Linked DNA regions of Sus scrofa: region 2 is linked to region 1. A link is a contact called in public promoter capture Hi-C data. All regions are on one chromosome and are shown on one strand. The core of a region is the stretch at or near the end of the contact, and the rest is flanking DNA. Distances in the headings are between cores, read along the strand shown. Region 1 holds the start of LAD1 (ladinin-1). Region 2 holds the start of RNPEP (aminopeptidase B).

Region 1 (6,925 bases), core at 1,287-3,786:
TGCCCCAGCTGCACCCCTGCAGCCACAGGGACCCAGACCATCGGGGCAGAGGACCAGCTAAGACCAGCCCAGTTGCCACTCAGCACATACCACCTACTTGCAACCAGGCACATCTCAGACACAGAGTCACACACACCCCAGCAGACGGTGGGCTCCCGACTCAGTTGTGCCTGCTTTGTGCGTTTAACCCGATGCCCTGCATGGTGGTCTTCAATGGACTTCCAAGGCTCAGACCCCGTGTCAGAACCTTCCGCCCACCAACACAGGGCCCGCACATGCGTGCACGCACACGCACAGCCCGAACAGACACTCCTGCCTCAACCCTGGCACAATGACCCACACACAGAGTCCAAGGCCTTGACCCCAGCCCCACCCTCAGCACAGACCCTCCCTGGGTGTGTCCAGCCTCTGCCCAGCCCCAGTCCAGAGCACCAGGCTCCTCCTTTCCTGGGGGGGGGGGCTTTCCCCTTTCTAGCACCCCCTGCCCTGGGCTCCTGAGCATGGGGGTGACTAGGTGACTATGCTTCAGAGCAGTGAGCTCTGAGGGTCCAGGGAAGACAGGGCCTGGAGACTGAACTGAGCTGCCATGGGGAGGCCAGGCGTCAGAGCCTGGGGAAGCTTTGGAGCCCTGGGGAGGGAGGGAGCAGGAGAGCGAGAGCACCTGCACCTGGACGGGGAAGGCCTTTGAGGGGCTGGTCCACAGCAGCAGAGGGGCCCGGCCTCACCAAAGACCCCAAGATTGAGCGCCACCTGAAAGGGGCCCAGGCAGTTTCTACCTGGCAGGAGCCTTCAGGGTCAAAGGAGTGGGGACCCAGCTCGATCCATCTACTGTGTGAGCCTTGGTCTCCTGAGAGCCAGTGGGGGTGGGGGAGTGGGGGGGACCCGAGGTGATAATGCTTGCTTGTGGGGGCCCCACCCGCAGGAGGGGTGCTACCTCCCAGACACCCCCCTTCTCTGACCCTGACAGGAGTCCACTGGGCAGGGATTAGACCCCCAGTCCCTGGACCCTTTGAAAGACCAGCTCACAAGTAAGGACAAGTAAGCCCAGAGGGGGACAGCAACTCTCCTGAAGTCACCCAGCCCAGACAGCACCCCAAAAGGCCACACTCGGAACCTGAGCTTCATCCGTGGGCTCTGGTCCTATTCTGCTGACCCTCCAAGGCCACGGCTGCCTGGCACTGCGCCTCCCTCCTCCTGGCCAAGGGGGCCACTCACAACTCTGGGCAGGACAGCCCTCCCCAGGCACCCTGCTTGCGTCTCAGTCCCCAAGAGAAGGCAGGAAGCGATGGGGTTGCCAGCACCCCTGGGGGGCCCCAGTTTGGCCCCCCACTCTGTCGCCCCCGAGGGCGGCCAGGGCCCCCCGAGGTCGGGAGAGGCCGAGGGCTCACCTGGACAGCGTAGCCCAGCTCTTCCTGCTGCCGGACATGCCGCCGGAGCCCGCGCCCGCCGCGTGCGTCGTGTCCGCTCGGCGCCGCCCCGTGCGCGCCCCGCCCGCCGCCGCCACCGCCGCCGCCGCCGCGGATCAGGTAGGCTCACCTGGCCTCTTATCCCACCGGCCGCGCCCCGCGCAGCCGCGCGCCGCCAGCCGCCCGGGATTGGCCTGTGGGTGGGGGCGTCGCAGATGAAGCCGCCCCGGTCCCCGCCCCGGCCGCGCGCCCAGGACCGGCCGCCGCACCGATGGACCGACCGACGGACGGATCGGCGCCCCAGCCGCGCGGGGCGGAGGCGGGGACTTCCTGCTTGGAACCAGTCGGACCAGCCCGCCAGGCCGCCCCCTCCCGCAGGTGCCACGGCCCCGGGCTGTAGCCCCGGGTCAGGCCCGCTCTCCGCCCGCAAACTGGCTTGGCCCCGGGAAGCCCGGGCGAGAAGCGGGCGGGGAGGTGGAAGCCTGGCTCAGGGCGGGACCGACCCCGGCCCACAGCCCCAGGTCCGGGGAGAAAGCAGGGCGCGCTTCCTCTGTGCTGCGCGCAAAACTGCTGGCACGCCCCGTGCAAAGCCCGCCCCTCCGCAACGGGAGCTTCGGCTGGGTCCTGCAAACACTGGAGTGCCCGCGGCTCTGTAAACGCAAAAGCGCTCTCGCTGGCTGGTCTGGACTTTGCGCTGGAGGGGCCCGGGTGTGGACCCGGCGGAGGAGGCGCGGCTTTTCCCGGAAGGGAGCAGCGAGCAGAGAGCTAGCCCTAGAGTTTTGGAGCAAGTGAGCCAGCATCAGGGACACCCCCTGGCTCCCTTGAAGGGCCGATGGGTGCCCATGCTTCCTGTCCGGGAGCTGGCCTCAGGAGGACCAGGCAGGGTCAGCAGCTGAGCAGGGAGAATCTTATCTTTCCGATGCATCAGAACTACAAGGTCAGCAGCCACGGCTCCCTGTCCCAGAGGAATGAGATGCAGCCCAGGCACCAGGAGGAGAAGCTGGGGGCGGGGAGCCGGTCTGCCAGCTTCCTGCTGGGCCTTGCTGGCCAGCCTGGCCTCCTTGTGGCAGTGAAATCTCCCAATGAAGGCCAAGCTGGCTGCTGAGTAGAGCCCAGGACACAAGCGCACACACGCACACACAAACCTAGCCTGCTAAGGCATCTCCTTCCCCAAACGCCCCCTCCTCCAGAGAGCCTTCCTTCTTGGCCAAAGGAGATGAGTGAGGTTTTATTGTTTTGGGGGTTTTTTTGTTTTGTTTGTTTTGTTTTTCTTTTTAGGGCCTCACCTGCAGCATAGGGAGGTTCCCGGGCTAGGGGTCTAATCAGAGCTGTAGCCACGGGCCTACACCACAGCCACAGCAACACTGGATCTGAGCCACATCTGCAACCTACACCACAGCTCATGGCAATGCCGGATCCTTAACCCACTGAGCAAGGCCAGGGATCGAACCTGCAACCTCATGGTTCCTAGTCGGATTCGCTAACCACTGAGCCACGATGGGAACTCCAGGAGTGAGGTTTAAGGAATGAGAGCGGACTGGGGGCCGGGAGATCACGCTTTGAGCTCTGCCATGTGTGAACCACATGACTTGGGGCAAATGACCTTCATCTGCGTAGTGGAAATAATGAGACTTTGTCCAGCTTCCTGCCAGGCTGTGGGGATCAACTGAGTCTGATGGTGAGTGTTGGTGACACTGGGGTAGGCAGTGAGACGGCTGACAAAGGCCCTGCAAAGGCCAAGGCAGGCTGTGAGCCCTTGGCTCTTCCAGGGAAAGAGAAAAAGGCAGTGGCAATAATGCATGTCCCTGGATGCTGGGCTTCTGGGCACTTCCTGGGGGACTGCTGTCACTGGGGACCAAGACAATGTTCTTCCCGTGGTTTGTCAGTGGTGACATCTCAACTGAGAAAGGAACCAGCCTAGTCCTTTGAAGCCTGGCCCCTCTAGGGACATTTCCAGAGGCCAGTGGACAATAAGGACTGTCTCTAAAACCCCAGCCTCCAAGAGATCCCGTCATGACGCAGCAGAAACGAGTCTGACGCAGAACCATGGGATTGCAGGTTCGATCCCTGGCCTCGCTCAGTGGGTTAAAGATCGGCATTGCCGTGAGCTGTGGTGTAGGTTGCAGATGCAGCTCGGATCTGGCGTTGCTGTGGCTGTGGTGTAGGCCAGTGGCTACAGCTCCGATTAGACCCCTAGCCTGGGAACCTCCGCATGCCATGGGTGCAGCCCTAAAAGACAAAAAGACAAAAAATAAAAAATAAATTAAAAAAAATAAAACCCCAGCCTCCAGCACCCTCTCCATGGCTGTAACCCCAAAGACAGGGAAGGCTGACGTGCAGATGATCTGGAAGTGAGGGAAGCATGTGGTGTTAGGACCCCAAAGTTCAAGGGCAGGCCTTGTGCACTTACTGGGCACTTTTCAGGTGCCAGGCACTGTGCTTGGTGCTGTAGGGCCACAGTTTCCTGAGGCTGCGGTAGCAAAGTCACAAACTGTGTGGCCTGAAACAACAGATTTTCTCACCGTTCTGGAGGCTGGAAGTCTGTCGGCAGAGCCATGCTCCCCCCGGAGGCTCAGAGTAGGACCTTCCTCGCAACCTCCTAGCTGCTGGTGGCGGCCAGCAGTGCTGGCATCCCCTGGCCTGCAGCTGCACTACTGCAACATCAGCCTTTGGTCCTAGGGACCCCTCCCTGTATCTCTGTGCCCTTGTCCAAAGATCCCTCTCCTTGAAAGAGCTCAGTCTTTTTTTTTTTTTTTTTTTTTGGTCTTCTTGCCTTTTCTAGGGCCACACCTGCGGCATATGGAGGTTCCCAGGCTAGGAGTCAAATTGGAGCTGTAGCCGCTGGCCTACACCAGAGCCACAGCAACGCGGGATCCAAGCCACGTTTTCAACCTACACCATAGCTCACGGCAACACCAGATCCTTAACCCACTGAGCAAGGCCAGGGATCGAACCCGCAACCTCGTGGTTCCTAGTCGGATTCGTTAGCCACTGAGCCACGACGAGAGCTCCAAAAGAGCTCAGTCTTGAGCTCATCCAGTGCCACCTCATTTAACTTGATCCCGTCTGCAAAGCCCCAATTCCCCAGCAAGGACCCATTCACAGGGACCCAGGGTTAGGAATCAACCATCCCTTTGTGGGGGAACTAATTCTCCCCATGACACTTGGCATTGGCTTTCAATGACTCAGAGATCTGAGGACTCGGTTTCTGTCCCCGAGACGTCCCCATTCTGGCCGTGGAGATGCACATGTGTTGGTGCACATACACGTGTGCTCCTAATCACACGAACACACACACACACCGTGTGTAAGAGTGTGTATACAAACACTCCTAACCATACACACCCCCAAGCAGCAGCCAAGGCAGACCATGATAAAAATGGAAGTTGTGGAGTTCCCGTCATGGTGCAGCAGAAACAAATCCAACTAGGAACCATGAGGATGTGGGTTCGATCCCTGGCCTCACTCAGTGGGTTGGGGATCCGGCGTTGCCCTGAGCTGTCTTGTAGGTCGAAGACGTGGCTCAGATCTGGCATTGCTGTGGCTGTGGCGTGGGCTGGTGGCTACAGCTCCGATTAGACCCCTAGCCTGGGGACCTCCATATGCCGCGGGAGCGGCCCAAGAAATAGCAACAACAACAACAAACAACAAAAAGACAAAAAGACAAAAAAAAAAAAAAAAAAAACTAAGGGGCTACCTTTAAGTCCATAAAAGAAAGAAGGGGCTTGAGCATGGCAGCCAGGAGGGGGAGGGGCGACAGCTGGATCTCTGGGGACCAGTGGTCCAGCAGGGTGCAGGAGGGGACGGCAGAGTGACTTCCACTCTACCTTGAAGGGCCAAAGTCAGGGGGTGGAGGTCACCTTAGACGGAGGGGACTGAGCCTCAGCTGACACCTGCGGCCTGGCAGTTCTTGGGGCCGCCCGAGAGGCGGCCAGCAGGCTCCCTGGCCCCAACTCTAGAATGAGAGGGCCCGGAAGGCACGGGGGAGCTGTCCAGCAGATGCCAGATGGTGTGGTGGGAGCTCAGGGGACAGCGGGGCAGGCGGAAGAGGGGGGCTCACGAGGGCAGGGGTGCTTTTCATGGCATCCATGTGTCTCATGGCATCTCGAGGAGGGAAGGGGTGTTGTGTTCACCCCAGTCTCCCTGGCGGCGAGCGGTGTAGGTCTGGAGAAATGCACTAACTTGCTCTGGGAAGAACGGGAAACCCCAGCCAGCCCGAGCCCCACCCCAGTGTCGCCTGGGGGGCTGAGGGCTCCCAGCCTGCAGGACCCTTGTTCTCCAGGATCTGGGCCACCCTGAGGGTAGTTGCTGTGAGAGTGTATGTGGTCAACCAGCTGGTGCTGAGCAGGCGCCTTGCCCGCTGGGAGCCACAGGGAGCCCAGAGCAGCGCGAGTTCTGGCTGCCAAACCCAGAAACCACCCAGAGGGTCTCTCCAGGGAAGACAGGAGCATGAATGCTGCTATTTCCTCATTTCGTTATTTCTCAGACTAATGTCTCAACCGGGCTGAACTTTCCAACCTTCGCCTCTAACACACTTCAACGCAGAAAGCATACCTTCATGCCACGTTGACAAAAAGCTGCAAACGTAAGCGAGGCATTGTTTCTGGAGCCGTGAACACATGGTTACATTATGCAGAGAGCCAGGAGAACAAACACACAAGACTGAAGATGACTTTATCCTTTGTGGAGAGGAGCGCGCAGGGGAGGCTTTTTTTTAAAATTGATCGGAGTTCCCATCGTGGCACAGTGGTTAACGAATCCGACTAAGAACCGTGAGGTTTCTGGTTCGATCCCTGACCTTGCTCAGTGGGTTACGGATCCGGCATTGCCGTGAACTGTGGTGTAGGTCTCAGACGCGGCTCAGATCCTGCAGCTGTAGCTCCGATTGGACCCCTAGCCTGGGAACCTCCATATGCTGCAGGAGCAGCCCTGGAAAAGGCAAAAAAAAAAAAGACAAGAAAAATAAATAAATAAATAAATAAAAAGTAAATTGAAGTGTAGGTGATTTACAATATTGTGTTAGTTTCAGGCATGCAGCACAGTAATTCAGTTCTATATATGTATGTATGAATATACACATAGGTATATGCAAATTATTATGAATAATTTATATGACATATGAATAGTTGTTATAAATAATTATAAAATAACTTATAAAATAAATATAAAATTAAATCAAGTATTTATTTATTTCCAGAATTATTTTCCACTGCAGGTTATTACCAAGATAATTGACTTGCAATGCCCTAGTTCTTAAAATCAGTGGTTGGGAATTCCCGTCATGGCTTAGGGGAAACAAATCTGACTAGCATCTATGAGGACGCAGGTTTGATCCTTAGCCTCTGCTCAGTGGGTTAAGGATCCAGCATTGCTGTGAGCTGTGGTATAGGTCACAGACGCGGCTTGGATCTGGCGTGGCTGTGGCTATGGCGTAGGCCAGTGACAGCAGCTCCTGATTCGACCCCTCGCCTGGGAATCTCCAAATTCCGCTGTGCAGCCCTAAAAAAATAAAATAAAAT
Region 2 (6,925 bases), core at 2,385-4,884, 440 kb after region 1:
TGGACCTCCTTGCCCAAGTTGTATTCAACCTGTTATATCATGTGTCAGCAAGCTGCATGCAGACTGTTCGTGGGAATAACTTACTGTCCACAGCCACACCTGTCATATTGTCACCTGTGGCTGCTTGCTTGCTGCAGTGGCGGAGCTGAGTAGCTGTGACCTACAACCAACACAGGAGAAGCAGGATTGACTCCTAGATGCTGAAATTGAATTTCTTGAAGACGGGAGCCACATTTTATAATAGGTCCTCAATAAACATCGGGAAAATGAGTACATGACTAGGCAGATGTGTCTATACCCAACTGAAAAGCCTGACACTTTTGAAAAAAAAGGTATTAGATATTTCAGGCATACACCTGTAATTTTGTTTTTCAAGGAATTTACACATGTACTTTTTACAAATCCTTGTACTGTCCACAATACAAGAAGCAAAAGTTGTCACACCGAATAAGGACTTCCTGGTTTCATCTATAAAACTCCCACAAGAACTGACCGCCATCCTGGAGTTCCCGTCGTGGCGCAGTGGTTAACAAATCTGACTAGGAACCATGAGGTTGCGGGTTCCATCCCTGCCCTTGCTCAGTGGGTTAACGATCCGGCATTGCCGTGAGCTGTGGTGTAGGTCGCAGATGCGGCTCGGATTCCGTGTTGCTGTGGCTCTGGCGTAGGCTGGCAGCTACAGCTCTGATTGGACCCCTAGCCTGGGAACCTCCATATGCTGTAGGAGCGGCCCAAGAAATAGCAAAAAGACAAAAAAAAAAAAAAAAAAAAAAAAAGAATTGACCGCCATCCTGAACGTGGTGCTTGTTGTTTCATGTACTTACTGGTTTCTGCGTGCTTGGGGGATGCAGAAGTTTCCAGGCCAGAGTTTGCACCCACACCATAGCTGAAACCAGAGCCACAGCTGTGACAATGCTGGATCCTCAATGTACTGGGCCACCAGGGAACTCCTTTGTATTTTTAATTCATCGTTTTGAGATAATTGTAGCTTTGTAGAAAAACTGCAAAAATCAAGTTCAGTATACCTTCCACCCGGCTCCCCCTCCTGGGCCAGAGCCACAGCAACTCGGGATCCGAGCCGCGTCTGCGACCTACACCATAGCTCACGGCAACGCCGGATCCTTAACCCACTGAGCAAGGGCAGGGACCGAACCCGCAACCTCATGGTTCCTAGTCGGATTCGTTAACCACTGCACCATGACGGGAACTCCCTGGGAACATCTTAAATAGTGGTTATTTGAATAAAACGTTCGGGTCGGTTCCATCAGCTAAACCACACACCTCATTTGGATGGCGCCAGTTTTCCCTGGGATGTCTTTCCCTGTTGCAGGATCTAATACGAGCTTCTACCTTCCAGAGCTGTACCGTCTTCTCTGACCTGGATGGTTCCTCAGTTTCCCTGTCTGACCTTCATACTCACGCAGAGTAGAGACTTATTTTGAAGAAGCCCTTGGTTTGGGTTTGTCTGCTGTTTTCTCATAAGGTTGTGCCTTCACCCTCCTCTCATCATCAGGTCAAGGGTAGGTGGTGTCTGTGTAGGACTGCTGGTGACAGTGACCTTCTGATCCCTCGATTCTGGTGAGGGCTGCTGGCTTCGTCCGCCGTAAAATGACTGCTTTCCTCCTTGTAGTGAGTAACTATCTGGGGGGAGATACTTTGAAATGAGGCAAATATGTTTTTGCTTACACTTTTGCCTGCTAATTTTGGCACTGGCATTCTAACAGTGACTTCCCGTGTTTCTCATTCCTTCCTCCTGTATTATTCAGAATTCTCTTCTAAAGAAGAGAAGTCTCTTTTCCCTCGTTTATTTATTTGTTTATTCAGTTACTTATTGGCAAGGACTCACTGGTATTCATGTTATTTGGGGGCTGTAATCCAATTCTGTTGTTTATTTACTCACATGGTTCTAACTTTGGCTACCGGGAGCTCTTTTGGTTTAGCTCCTATGCCGTTTCAACATCGCTTTTTGTTATTGTTTGTTTTTTTTTCTTTTAGTACTTTATCACTTCCAAGCATCATAAGATGCTCCAGGCTCATTTTCTTTTTTCTTTTTTTGTCTTTTTAGGGCTGCACCCACAGCACATGGAGGTTCCCAGGCTAGGGGTCAAATTGGATCTGTAGCTGCTGGCCTACACCACAGCTCAAGGCAATGCCGGCTCCTCAACCCACTGAGAGAGGCCAGGGATCAAACCTGCATTCTCATGGATACTGGTCAGATTTCAGTTTCCGCTGAGCCCCAGGCTTGTCTTCTATTTTCTCCAAGGAGCCCTACTTCCTTCTGATGGAGAATAGCATTTGGAATCCAAAATCTGGGTGTTGGGTACACTCATTGCTACTGGGGTGTCAGTGCTGCTCGTTTTTCCAGGGGATCATGCCAAGGAATGTATGTAATATACTAACCCATGCACTACACTTCTGCGTCCATCCATGTGCATATAAAACAGAAACCACCAGGCCCTCTAGCTCTATCTAGTCCAGCAGCACAGGGTTCATTCTATCCCTTTCTTTCCTATTTGTAACTGCAGCTTACAAATAGGAACCCTGGTTCTCTTTATCTACAATAATGTACTTATTTGTTCAATCCTAATTATCTACAGTGCAATTCCAGAATTGTTCAGCCATAGCTCTGTGAAAAGCAAATTTGCTTTTCACAACAGGTTTATTTTATGGCCCAGATTATGGTCTATTTGGTGAATGTTCCTTGTGACCTTGAGAGGAGCATGTATGCTGATATTCTATAAAAGCCAGTAAGGTCTAGGTGATTGATAGTGTTGTTCAGACCTTATATATCCTTATTGATTTTCTGTCTAGTGGTTCAATTAACTGCTGAGAGATGAGTGTTTAATGTCCAGCTGTAGTTGTGGATTTGCCTATTTTTCCTTTCAGTTTTTGCCGCGTGTTTGGAAGCTCTCTTGTGAGTGAAACACACATTTAGTAAAAGGTATGTCAACTCCGTAAAAGTAGGACCCCTGTGCTAGGATACTGTTTCCTTTTATGAGAAACTCCCCACGGTGTCGCTTTTAAAATCTCATTTCCTAGCTGATCGGTAAAAATCTCACCATGGACCGGTTCCGCCTCACAGAAAGGGGACCGCAACCACTGGTACAGAGAAGGGGCACAGCATGAAGTGGGGTATCCTGGCTGACAGAAGGGCACACCGCCCGCCGCACCTTAAGGGTGCTGTGCTTGTCCCCACCCTTGGGGAAGGACAGAAGGAGCCCTGTGCCCAGTGCCAGGAGGACCTCCATAGGCTGTGGCATTCTGTGCTGTTTCCGATTAAGTTCTTCCAGCTCGAGAGACGGGTATAATTCCTCTGTTTTACAGGTGCACAGAGAGATGCGGAAAGAGCCTCCTTTCTTGGAGGCGGTTTGCCCAACACGACCGGGCCCTAACAATTCGAGCGCCAGGAGTGCGATCTCCAACCAAGTCCCCTGCAATCCGGGCTCAGTGCGACCTGCCTGGAGGAGTAGGACACGGGAAACCTCAGTACAGAAGGGACTGGGGAACATCCCGGTGGGGTGGGATGAATTTGGGAGAAGATGGATCAAATTGGCGTCCCAGCTGTGCAGATTGGGGGGGGGAGAAGAGGCCTCAAGAAGGGGGCGTGACCAAGACAGCTTCCGGGGCGTGGTCATAGGGGCGGGGCCTACCCGGGTGAGCGGAGGCCTTGGGGATCCCAACCCACCGGGAGCGTCGGGGCGGGGCCGGGCCGGGCCAGGCCAGCGGCCGGATGGGATGCGGTAGTATCGGGGTACCGGGCGAGAGGCAGGGCGTTTGGGGGCGTGGCCACGCCGGGTTCCGGGTTCTGTGGCGGGCCCGGCAAGGCGGCGGAGAGGCATGGCGGGCAGCGGGCCTGGGGCCGGCAGGCGGGTGCTGCGCTCCGCGCAGGCGGAGGATGTGGCGTCGGCCTCCAACTTCCGCGCCTTCGAGTTGCTGCACTTGCACCTGGACCTGCGGGCCGAGTTCGGGCCACCAGGGCCCGGGCCGGGCAGCCGCGGGCTGAGCGGCTCGGCGGTGCTAGAGCTGCGCTGCCTGGAGCCCGGCGGCGCCGCGGAGCTGCGGCTGGACTCGCACCCGTGCTTGGAGGTGACGGCGGCGGTGCTGCGGCGAGGGCAGCCGGGCCCGGGGCAGCCGGAGCCGGAGCCAGAGCCGGTGCCGGTGTGCACACAGCCCTTCTCGCACTACGGCCAGGCCCTCTGTGTGCGCTTCCCGCAGCCCTGCAGCGCCGGCGAGCACATGCAGGTGCAGCTCACCTACCGCGTGGGTGAAGGACCAGGGGTGAGTGCCCCCGTCCCGCTCCGGCCCCTCCTCCCGGCTCAGACGCCCCATCCCCTTCCACCGCCCCACCACACCTCTGCCCCCTCCTCATCCAGATGAACCCTCCTCCCCCCACCGCTCTTAGGGCACCACTGTCTCTAGTCCAGGGCTTCCCAGGAAGTCACCACATCCTCCCAATCACGAACTGAAGTTAGAACTGTCACTGTCCTGGACGTAGGCTGGGCCCTGGCGGAGAGCCGCTTTGTTCTGCTCTAGGGCGGCCCTGACCCTGCTGGCTCATTACCCGGAGCTGACTCAGGCCTTTTGGCGGCGGGAGTTGGCGGGGGCGGACCTTCCAGTGCCTCAGCTGAAACAGCCCCGGAACTGGGCAGTTTCCTTTTGGGACATCCTGGGTTTGATGAACAAAAGAATTTGAGTAAAAGTGGGTACTGGAATGAGGATGTGCCAGGCTTTGTGATAACTTGGCGTTCTCACTCTTGGTTGACTCCTGAATTTTAACCACGGGTGTGGAGGGTGGCAAATATTGAAATTTTGGAGAGCAGAAGGGGGAGGATCATGGGCCCACATCTGTGAGAGTCCCAAGTCCTTCCGGGAGATTCCAGGCGTGGCTACAAGCCCTGTCTTGGGTAGGGGCGCTTAGGTCCCCCAGATGCCTGCCTGCCACTGAAGTCTGCTTATCTGGTGGCACTAATCCTTTTTGCTCTTGGAGCTGGCTCAAAGGGCAGTTCTCTTTCTCTTTTTCTTTCTACTAAACTTTTTGCTTTTAGAGCTGGCTCAAAGAGCAGTTTTCTTTCTTTATCTTTTTCTTTTTGGCTTTCTAGGGCCACACCTGCGGCATATAGAGGTTCCCAGGCTAGGGGTCCAATCAGAGCTGCAGCAGCCAGCCTACGCCACAGCCATAGCAACACAGGATCCAAACCACATCTGAGACCAGGGATCGAACCCTCATCCTCATGGATCCTAGTCGGATTCGTTTCCTCTGGGCCTCCAGGGCAGTTCTGTTTCCATCTTTTACCATTCAGGAAATAAATGAACCTTATGATAGATCTTGTCCAACAGGTTAAAGTCGAAAGTAATGTAGACTGACCTCTGAGGCAAAGGAGAAGCCCAGGGACCTCTAGAATAACATGACCTCTGGAAATATGTTTGGTTGTTTGCTTATATTCTGGTTCTGGTTGGGGGCAGAAATTCAACAGAATAACTGGAAACATTAGATCCTCCTGGATTTGCCTACTAAAGGTGGCATCCTAAGTGAAATATCAGAGCTAAATAGCTCTCATTTAAGACGTAATAGCCTCCCTTGACACAAAACTGCCCTTTGTGCTGGGAAGGTCTCCGCCGATGGCACTGTGCCTGTTCCTTCGCATTGCCACTGTCATGGTGGATCGTAGCCTCTCCCTGACTGGACTCAATCGTGTATATGTCCTGCCAGCCTCCTTCCTTCTCTTCGCATGATTAAAACAAAAGCAAAACTCCAGCACGGAGGGTGAGTAAGGAATTTCGGTGGAGGGGATGATGGTCAGTATTTATCAGGATGCTCCCGACAGCAGTTCCATGCATGTCATTGCAAAGGTCCTCATATAGGCCTGCCATCTTGTGAGGACTCTGTCAGCTCTTACTGCCAACTCAGGACAGTTTTTTTTCATGGATAGGACATCCTTTTTTTTTTTTTTTTTTTGGTATTTTCTAGGGCTGCTCCTGCAGCATATGGAGGTTCCCAGGCTAGGGGTCCAGTCGGAGCTGTAGCCACCGGCCTACCCAGAGCCACAGCAACGCCAGATCCAAACCGCATCTGCAACCTACACCACAGCTCACGGCAACACCGGATCCTTAACCCACTGAGCGAGGCCAGGGATCGAACCCACAACCTCACGGTTCCTAGTCGGATTCGTTTCCGCTGTGCCACGACAGGAACTCCTAGACTGTATTTTTTTCAGAGCAGACTTGGTTTCCCAGCAAAATTGCGTGGAAGTTCACAGAGTTAAGATGTCATTTTTGTAACGTTGTAATGAGGGCAGTAGTGTCCACGTGGCTTATGGCTGCTGTGCCGACCTGTGGTCACCTGGCTGAGGCTGAACCTGTCAGGTTTCTCCACCAGGACATCACTCTTTTCACCCCCTCACCACACCTCCCCCCCCACATACACACCACGTACACCACACACACACACCCACTCTCAAGTAAAGAAAAACCCAGCCTTCCAGTGCATCTCCTTTATGCCTCTTAAAAGTTGGTCAGATGCCTCTGTGTTCAGTGCCCTCATCTCAGCCACCCAGATGCCCTTCCTGCCTCCGTCTGGGAAGCCAGGGTCCCTCCGGGCCCTGCTCATGCTGCTGCCGCCCCTGGAGAAGGTCCTCTCCCTTCCTTCCCAGCTGCCCCAGTCTGCCCACTTGTGAAGGTCCAGCCTAGGAGTTTTGCCTCCTGCAGAAGCACTCCTGGAACCCCCCGGCCCTCTCCTAAACTCTCTCTGCCGTGTAATGCCGATGCCATCAGCTGTAATAATCATTCAAGTGTGCCCTTGATTAAAGGCTTGGTTAGGAAGGAGTCATAGCCTATAATGTAAAACACATTTACTCTGAAAGGGTGGATTTCAGGGATGGAGAACATGCATTAATCACAGACTCCTTGGGAGTTCCCCTTGTGGCTC

Evidence for each region. Promoter capture Hi-C pulls out the DNA fragments that hold promoters and counts their contacts.
Region 2: a promoter capture Hi-C map of fetal liver shows a contact between it and region 1, with 2.4 times the contacts expected there. The contact joins the promoter of RNPEP here to the promoter of LAD1 in region 1. A contact is called at or near these places in 1 of 5 promoter capture datasets (fetal liver) and 1 of 2 datasets of contacts at active chromatin or transcription factors (skeletal muscle).

The regions. Positions count from the first base shown.
Region 1 is chr10:23,777,207-23,784,131 of Sscrofa11.1, forward strand. LAD1 (ladinin-1) reads right to left here and starts at 2,537. Exons shown (of 9, transcript XM_005667997.3): 1 at 1,389-2,537. The coding sequence starts at 1,426.
Region 2 is chr10:24,214,510-24,221,434 of Sscrofa11.1, forward strand. It overlaps RNPEP (aminopeptidase B), which reads left to right and starts at 3,635. Exons shown (of 11, transcript XM_021064527.1): 1 at 3,635-4,278. The coding sequence starts at 3,838.